Linked DNA regions of Mus musculus: region 1 is linked to region 2. Evidence: chromatin contacts called from public HiChIP or PLAC-seq data. All regions are on one chromosome and are shown on one strand. The core of a region is the stretch at or near the end of the contact, and the rest is flanking DNA. Distances in the headings are between cores, read along the strand shown.

Region 1 (3,800 bases), core at 289-2,788, 69 kb after region 2:
TGCCTATATGCACATGGGTATAGGATCTCAAGGGTCACATCCCTAAAATAAATGGATCCTCCCTCCCCCACAAAGCCATCAATTGTCAATGGCTTCTCAGGTAGCCATGGGAGTTCATGAGGTCCTCCCACTTCCATGCAGGAATTTTGGCAGCTTGATCGATCTGGCACCGGTCTTGTGCATTCAGTCACAGTCACTATGAGTTCATGTGTGCACTGGCCCTGTCATGTTCAACAAATACTGTTTCACTGAAAATGTCTATTCCCTGTGGCTCTCACAGTCTTCCCAGATCCTCTTCCATGGTGATCTCTGAGCCTTGGTAGAAGCAGGTGTGATATAAATGTCTTGGTTAGAGTTGAACATTCCACTGACTTTTATTCGCTACACAATGGCCAGTTGGTTGTAGGTCTCTGTATTAATCACAGTCTACTGAAGAAGAAAAAAATAAGCTTCTTTGATGAAGATTGATAAATGCACTAATTTTTTAGTATAAAGATAAGAACTTAAGGAGCAGTTTATTATTAGGGCCATCTAGCAGAATAATAATACTAGATTCACCACCCCTGGGGCTTCTGACTTAGCCAGCCATGATTTATCCCCCCCAATTAATGGTACCTACCAGGCATGTGTTCTGTTCTCTAGAGTAAGCTTAAAATCCAACCAGGAGTCAGTTCAGTAGGGAAAAAGCTTCTACATCAATGCCAGCTTGATTTCTTCATGTCCTGCGACCTTAGTGTATGGTGTCTTCAGAAATAGGGTCTTATCATTAAACACTGGAGAGTAACTAAGAGCTGTAACAGTAGCCTACAGTGGTTTGTGAGGTCTATGGGACTCTACTGACCAGCTACCTGAAAAGAGGTGACACAAACCTGGCTCTGGGCTTTTTATTTGATAGCCAATGATATTTGGGAGATACATGGTCCCCCACATTAAATGGCAACTCTACTTAGGTTATTTTTATATGTGTACACATTTTTAAAAACGTCTATAGTTGTAAGCTTCCATATGGCACCTTCAAAGGTCCTCTTCATACTGCCTCTTCTATGCTGTTCTCCCTGTCCCCGCCCCCATTTAACCCTTCCCAACCCATTCTTCCACTATTGTTCCTGATTTTTAAACCTTATTGTAGATATACAAGGAGAAAACAATTTTTTTGTGGCTTGCCACTGAAGGAACTCTGTACGCTCTATGAAGATGGTACACTGTGGACAAGAAGAATATCAATAGAATAGCAACCGAGGGAGGCCCCTAACTCAGAGAAATACCTCCGACTTTTCACACGAGTGTGGTCGTTAATCTCAAATTCCAACGGGATGAGATATGGAATTATCTGGAGTCAGGGCACGCCTGTGGAAGATCACTGGGACTAGGTTACCTGAGGTGGAAGGACCCACTCGTTGGGACACCTTTCCCTGTGGCTGAGATCCTGGAAGCCACTGAAAGAAGAAAGTGAGCTGAGCACAGGTACTCGCCTCCTTCTGCTTGCTGACAGTTGCTACAGTGTAATTGGCTGCCGGCTGCCCCGGGATCCTGCAACTGTAACTTCCCTGCCTAGAACCAAGCAGCAAATGAACACTTCCTTAAGTTGTTTTTGTTATAGTATCATATTACGGCAGCAAGAAAAGTAGGAGTCCTGTAAAATGGAAGGCTCAGAAAAAAACTCTCTCCTTGGGCTTGACTTTTGAGAATTCTCCCACTCTTTACAGCAGGTGCCTCTTGTCCACCCCTCTCCCATTTTGCTTGCTCTCAGTTTCTCCTGTCTGCCTGTGTGTTCACTGCTTAACTTCCCGCTCTGGTCCCATGTACATTTAGCCTGCAAAGGGACCGTCTTTAAGAAGTCATGCTTGAGCCGCGTGGTGGTGGTGCACGCCTTTAATCCCAGCACTTGGGAGGCAAAGGCAGGCGGATTTCTGAGTTCGAGGCCAGCCTGGTCTACAGAGTGAGTTCCAGGACAGCCAGGGCTACACAGAGAAACCCTGTCTCAAAAAACCAAAAAACAAAACAAAACAAAACAAAACAAAACAAAACAAAACAGAAGTCAAGCTTGAAAAGGGACCCCTTGACAAAACAATCATGTGTAGGTGGCACAGGAGATGTTGTAGGGGGGGAGGAAGACTCTCTCTTTATTCACAGTCCCAAGAACCTTGATTTCTGCGTTAGGGGAAGGACTGGAAACAGAAGAAAGGAACTATAAGACATTCCTTTTAAGTTCTGGGTCCTCTGACATGTTTATGGCGCCCTCTAGTGTTCAAATTTTGTTTTTTCATTACCTATCTCCTCCTCGTCAGCCTCCCTTCCCCCACCCACCTCCCTAGCTATCTCAGGGAAAATAATAAAACTATCAGTATAAAACGTTGTCTTGTTTCCTCATGACAGTAGTTTGCTGACTTTTGAAAAAATATATAAGTATATTAAACCTTACATTATCAAATTATTAAAGAGAGCACCAATAGATTATGGGGAAAGAATCTGTGAAAATACTCATGAATATATTTAATATAATAACCCAGCGGAAAGAAGTATCTAGTCACTTAGAGATCCCTAGGAGTGTAGATGTATTTAATCTAACTTGGCCCTAAATAGCTGGAAAAAAGTTATTTCTAGCCCCAATCTTCTGTGACATTTCAAATGGCCCGCTCAACTCTCTATGCATGCAATAAACAGAACAACACATTACCATGAGTGAAGCCAGGCTCCTGGGGCACCTGAACCTGCTTGCCTTCCTTTCTCCCTCACCCCAGCACCACCATCAGTTGCACAGATTCAAAGCTGAGAATCACTGCAGACCCCTCTGTCTCACGAATCTCACCATGTCCCTGTATTCTAGTTTTCACAGATGGGGATGGTAAAGTGTTTTCATCAAACTAAATAAAGACAGCAAGAGGCAGCCAGGGGGGGAGGGAAAAGGGGAAGGGACAGGGTCCTCACACTGTCCAGTCAGTGCAGTGCTGGGGGAAACCCTGTGTTTCCAACATTGTGCTAGATGTGGGGCTGCTGAGAAAATCTTGGCCCATCTCCCACCTCAACCTCTCTCTTTGTGGCTGTAGGATCCTTCATCTGCCCCCACTGGCAAGGACAGCAAGTATATGTGTGAACTCAGGCACATGTCTGTGAAAAATAAAAATATAAAAAGAAGAAAAGAGAGGAGAGGAGAGGAGAGGAGAGGAGAGGAGAGGAGAGGAGAGGAGAGGAGAAAAATATAAAAAGAAAAGAAGAGAAGAGAGGAGAGGAGAGGAGAGGAGAGAAGAGAAGAGAAGAGAAGAGAAGAGAAGAGAAGAGAAGAGAAGAGAAGAGAAAAGAAAAGAAAAGAAAAGAAAAGAAAAGAAAAGAAAAGAAAAGAAAAGAAAAGAAAAGAAAAACACCTGGAACTTGCTCTGTAGATGAGCTGGCCTTGAACTTAGAGATCTGCTTGCCTCTGTTTTCTGGAATTAAGTGTGCACCACCATACCTGGAGCTCTCCTTTAATTCCTTTTCATAAGATCTTTATAAGCAAGGCCACTATGCCTCAAGGTCTGGATTAAAGGCTTGTCATCTTTCCATCTCAAGATCTGGATCTCAGGTGTGCACTCCATTTCTAGATTGTAGTTCATTCCAGATATAGTCAAGTTAACAACCGAGAATAGCCATCACAATCCATTCCTTGTCAACTTGACACTCAATCATATCTCTTCATGTGCAAATGAAAACAATAACCAGGACATAGCAATGCCTTCTATAATATAACTATTCCTTGTGCAATGCCCCTTGGGGATCATTCTTTTCACAAGATTGAAGCTTAGCTGGGTGGGATCTTGCCCTGA
Region 2 (3,719 bases), core at 450-2,949:
CAAAGACATGAAATTCCAGGAGGTTCACTCTTGCATCTAGGCATTATTCTGAAGTTTACATAAACTTTTAATGTGTTTTTTTTTTTTGTTTTTTTTTTTTGGTTTTTCGAGACAGGGTTTCTCTGTATAGCCCTGGCTGTCCTGGAACTCACTTTGTAGACCAGGCTGGCCTCGGACTCAGAAATCTGCCTGTCCCTGCTCCTTGGACTCAGAAATCTGCCTGTCCCTGCCTCCTAAGTGCTGGGATTAAAGGTGTGCGCCACCACAGCCCGGCTTAATGTGAACTTTTTTAAAAAATATTTTTTATTACATATTTTCCTCAATTACATTTCCAATGATATCCCAAAAGTCCCCCATACTCTCCCCCCCACTTCCCTACCCACCCATTCCCATTTTTATGGCCCTGGCGTTCCCCTGTACTGGGGCATATACAGTTTGCGTGTCCAATGGGCCTCTCTTTCCAGTGATGGCCGACTAGGCAATCTTTTGATACATATGCAGCTAGAGTCAAGAGCTCCGGGGTACTGGTTAGTTCATGATGTTGTTCCACCTATAGGGTTGCAGATCCCTTTAGCTCCTTGGGTACTTTCTCTAGCTCCTCCATTGGGAGCCCTGTGATCCATCCAATAGCTGACTGTGAGCATCCACTTCTGTGTTTGCTAGGCCCCAGCATAGTCTCACAAGAGACAGCTACATGAACTTTTAATCTCAACCACTACTTTTGTTTGGCCAGTGCAGTTGATCAACTCAAGTATGATGCTGGATTTAACCTCTCACCCTTTTACCTCAAATATACCTCTTGTCAGACATTAATTTTTGCAACCCTGACTTCTAGTGAGCCCTCAGGGGAGCTTCCACAATAGAGGACAGAAGCCCCTGTGGATGTTTCAGAAGATGTGAGCTATCTGCTTCTCCTCACCTTCCTTTGCAGTGAGCAGCTGTTAGCACGAATTTGTCTCGAACCAGGAAGCCTCCGCAGAACATCTTCTTCCCACCAACTTTCAGAAACTCATAATATGCCATGTAGGGACGGGAATGTGGACTGATCTCATTGCCTCCGATTATCTCCTCTGAAAGAAAAGCCTAGAATATTTGGTGTCTGGGAGCAATATTTGTGGCCAAGAGGAATCTAGGGAGGGAATAATTAAGAGTGGAATCTGAAGTCCCTCAAGGCTTTTGAAGACTGGATTCCTTGCACATAGAATAATCCTGGCTGAATCTTAAGCCTCATTAAAGCTGCTCATTCCCTAGGCTGAAATAAAGTAAATGGTGCACATTTTTGTATCTTTACATTCTCTGTCACATCTCTTTGTAAGGATGATCCAGTCTCCAGGTGATGAAAAAATGTTGGGAGAAGCTAGTGCCTACTAAGTTTTCTGAAAGCATCTCCTTTCTTCAGACCTTGTTGAAAATTAGGCCAGTGTCAGATTTCTAAGTCTGGGTTTGTTATGGGACCTGACATTCAGAAACATCCTGGGTCCAGTGCCAGAACAATTCCTGACTACCGCTGGGCAGAAAGTCAGCAGAGGTGCCATGGGACGGCATCACTGCCACAGGGGTGTTCACTCACCTGCTCCAGCTCTGAGAGGCAGAAGTAGGGTCAGGAGAATCAGGACTGGTGGCATCTTCCCAGGAAGGCTGCTCAGGATGGAGGAGGGCAGAGTAGACAAAGCCCTTGGAAGGGGAGGAAGGAGGTGTGGGCTCAGGGGGCTCACAGGCATTTTGAACCTATGCACCTCTGCTTCTGATTGACGTCACATTACTTAAGGAATTTTTCTGGTTTGGGTAAAAATGACACTGTTACCACACTGACCTCCTGAGGTAAGCTAAACTGGGATGAAGATCAAGAAAGTAGAGGATGTGGAGGCTGTGGTTAAGGAGGCCTGAGACCTCAGGAAGTCCATCATGACTGCACGGAGACAAACATGTGTCCTTTTCTAACTCTTACACCCTTTTCATTTCAATAAGATCTCCCTTGTTCTTTATCTTTTGCTTTCTTTCTTTCTTTCTTTCTTTCTTTCTTTCTTTCTTTCTTTCTTCCTTCCTTCCTTCCTTCCTTCCTTCCTTTTTAAAACAATATTGACAACCAATTTATCTTACAGCAGTTATAATACTCACAGTTACACAGTGCTTAGTGAGAGTTCACACTGTATTGCAGAATATCATCTCATTAATATTTGGGACTACTGATCATACTGTGGAACAATCTCTTTGAATATCCTCATGAATTAATCTTAACTCTAATTCTCCTGATACTGCTATGAAAATTTCACAAGAGAAATCTTAAAGGCAAGTGTTTGCCCCATATCCAATGACCAAGTGTTACAGGCATACATAGTTAAGTGTAATAACAAATCAAAAATGACACTTAAAGTTTACTAGGTATTGCCTTTTATCTCTGAGGCAAGAGCTTCAGGACTGAACTCAAAGATAGGTAAGATTAGATCAGCACTGGCTTCCATGCTGTTGACTCTCAATGGTATTTTCTACCACTTTGCCTAGCATTTTCTATCAAGTAAGAAAGTCCATTATTAGATCATGATTGTTATTTAATGGGCTACATCCAAGAGGGAGAGAGACAAGGATGCAGGTCTTGAAATGTTTGATGTTGACTGGGGGATCTGAGAGCCTCTTTTAGAACAGTAGATAGTAAGAACTGAGTGAGATTACTCTGGGAGGTGAGACTGGCTGACCTCACTCTAAGCATAGGTGTGTGTGTGCGCGCACGCATGCATCCAAAAGACTGCAGAGCTACCAAAACCTACATTTTTATCCTGCTTTATGGATTTCAGATACTTTTAAATTTTCTCCTGTCATATTTTGGAACCAAGAGAGGCTTTCTCATCTTAGTTATAGACTAAAGTCTTTAGTCTTTATGCAATTAAAAGTACTAACTGCCTAAAAATTAATTATCTAGTCCATGGGTATGCAGTATGTTGGCTTCTCTGCTCTACATTGAAAGGTTACTGGTTTAGGCTGCACATTGCTTATACAAGCTATAATAAATGTTGATCATTCACCCTGAAAGAGACTGTGCATAAATGACACAATATGTGCACACACAGATAAGCAACAAAAGCCTACAGAATAAAATAATCTTAATGATATGAGAGTCCATTTGTAGAGAATCTTTTTAAAATAATAGAGCAGGGTCCATGTTTGTGATATCTGAAAACCTGTAAGTAGTAATATTTATTTTGGTATGCTTTATCATACAAACAAAGGAAGACAACAAGAATCAGGGTGGATATTCTCTATTGCTTTTAAAAACAAAAGTTTCACTCTTTGGTTTGATCAACATAGCTCTGATCTTAGTGAATTCTTAAGCCAGAGGAGCTGAAGTTATAAGTGGTGATGAGCTATTCAATGTGGCTGCTCAGAAATGAACTTGGGTCCTCAGCAAGTGTAGTGTGTACTGTTAATACTTTTCTGCCATCTCTGCAGTCCTGTGTGCTCAATTCTTGAAACTAGTTGCTCACAAATGTAGGTGCTGTGAATAAGTGGTGGTGTGAATACAGTGTCATGGTAGCGTGTGAACATTTATCTCTGAGAAAGATCCATGAAAGTCCTATAAAAGTCATGAAGGGACATGATGAAAAATATTTTTCATTTGAATGAAGGATTATAGTTCTATGCATTCCATTTGAAGGACCAAAAATGGACTTTTGAAAATATCAAACTAATGGCATTATATCTGGACATCTTGAAATATGATTTTA

What was found. HiChIP or PLAC-seq counts read pairs in DNA pulled down with a chosen protein or histone mark.
Region 1: a CTCF HiChIP or PLAC-seq map of CD8 T cells shows a contact between it and region 2, with 11 read pairs. The contact joins the enhancer-like site here to the promoter of Gzmc in region 2. A contact is called at or near these places in 5 of 39 promoter capture datasets (Sertoli cells, embryonic stem cells, liver and 2 more), 2 of 15 datasets of contacts at CTCF or cohesin (CD8 T cells and the G1E-ER4 cell line), 14 of 484 Hi-C or Micro-C datasets (CD4 T cells, CD8 T cells, the G1E-ER4 cell line and 7 more), 5 of 115 datasets of contacts at active chromatin or transcription factors (CD8 T cells, T-cell acute lymphoblastic leukemia, memory CD8 T cells and 1 more) and 2 of 9 other capture datasets (adipose tissue and liver).

What each region holds. Positions count from the first base shown.
Region 1 is chr14:56,302,138-56,305,937 of GRCm38.p6, forward strand. No RefSeq gene overlaps it. Among named protein-coding and RNA genes, the nearest start is that of Gzmb, 42 kb to the left of the region's middle. Within about 2 kb of position 1,539, at least 17 of the 459 cell types and tissues checked have an H3K27ac peak or open chromatin away from gene starts, as enhancers often do. A contact at or near this core is called in CD8 T cells, the G1E-ER4 cell line, Th2 cells and 1 more, where this site is marked.
Region 2 is chr14:56,232,958-56,236,676 of GRCm38.p6, forward strand. Gzmc (granzyme C) reads right to left here and starts at 1,700. Exons shown (of 5, transcript NM_010371.3): 1 at 1,571-1,700; 2 at 920-1,070. The coding sequence starts at 1,625.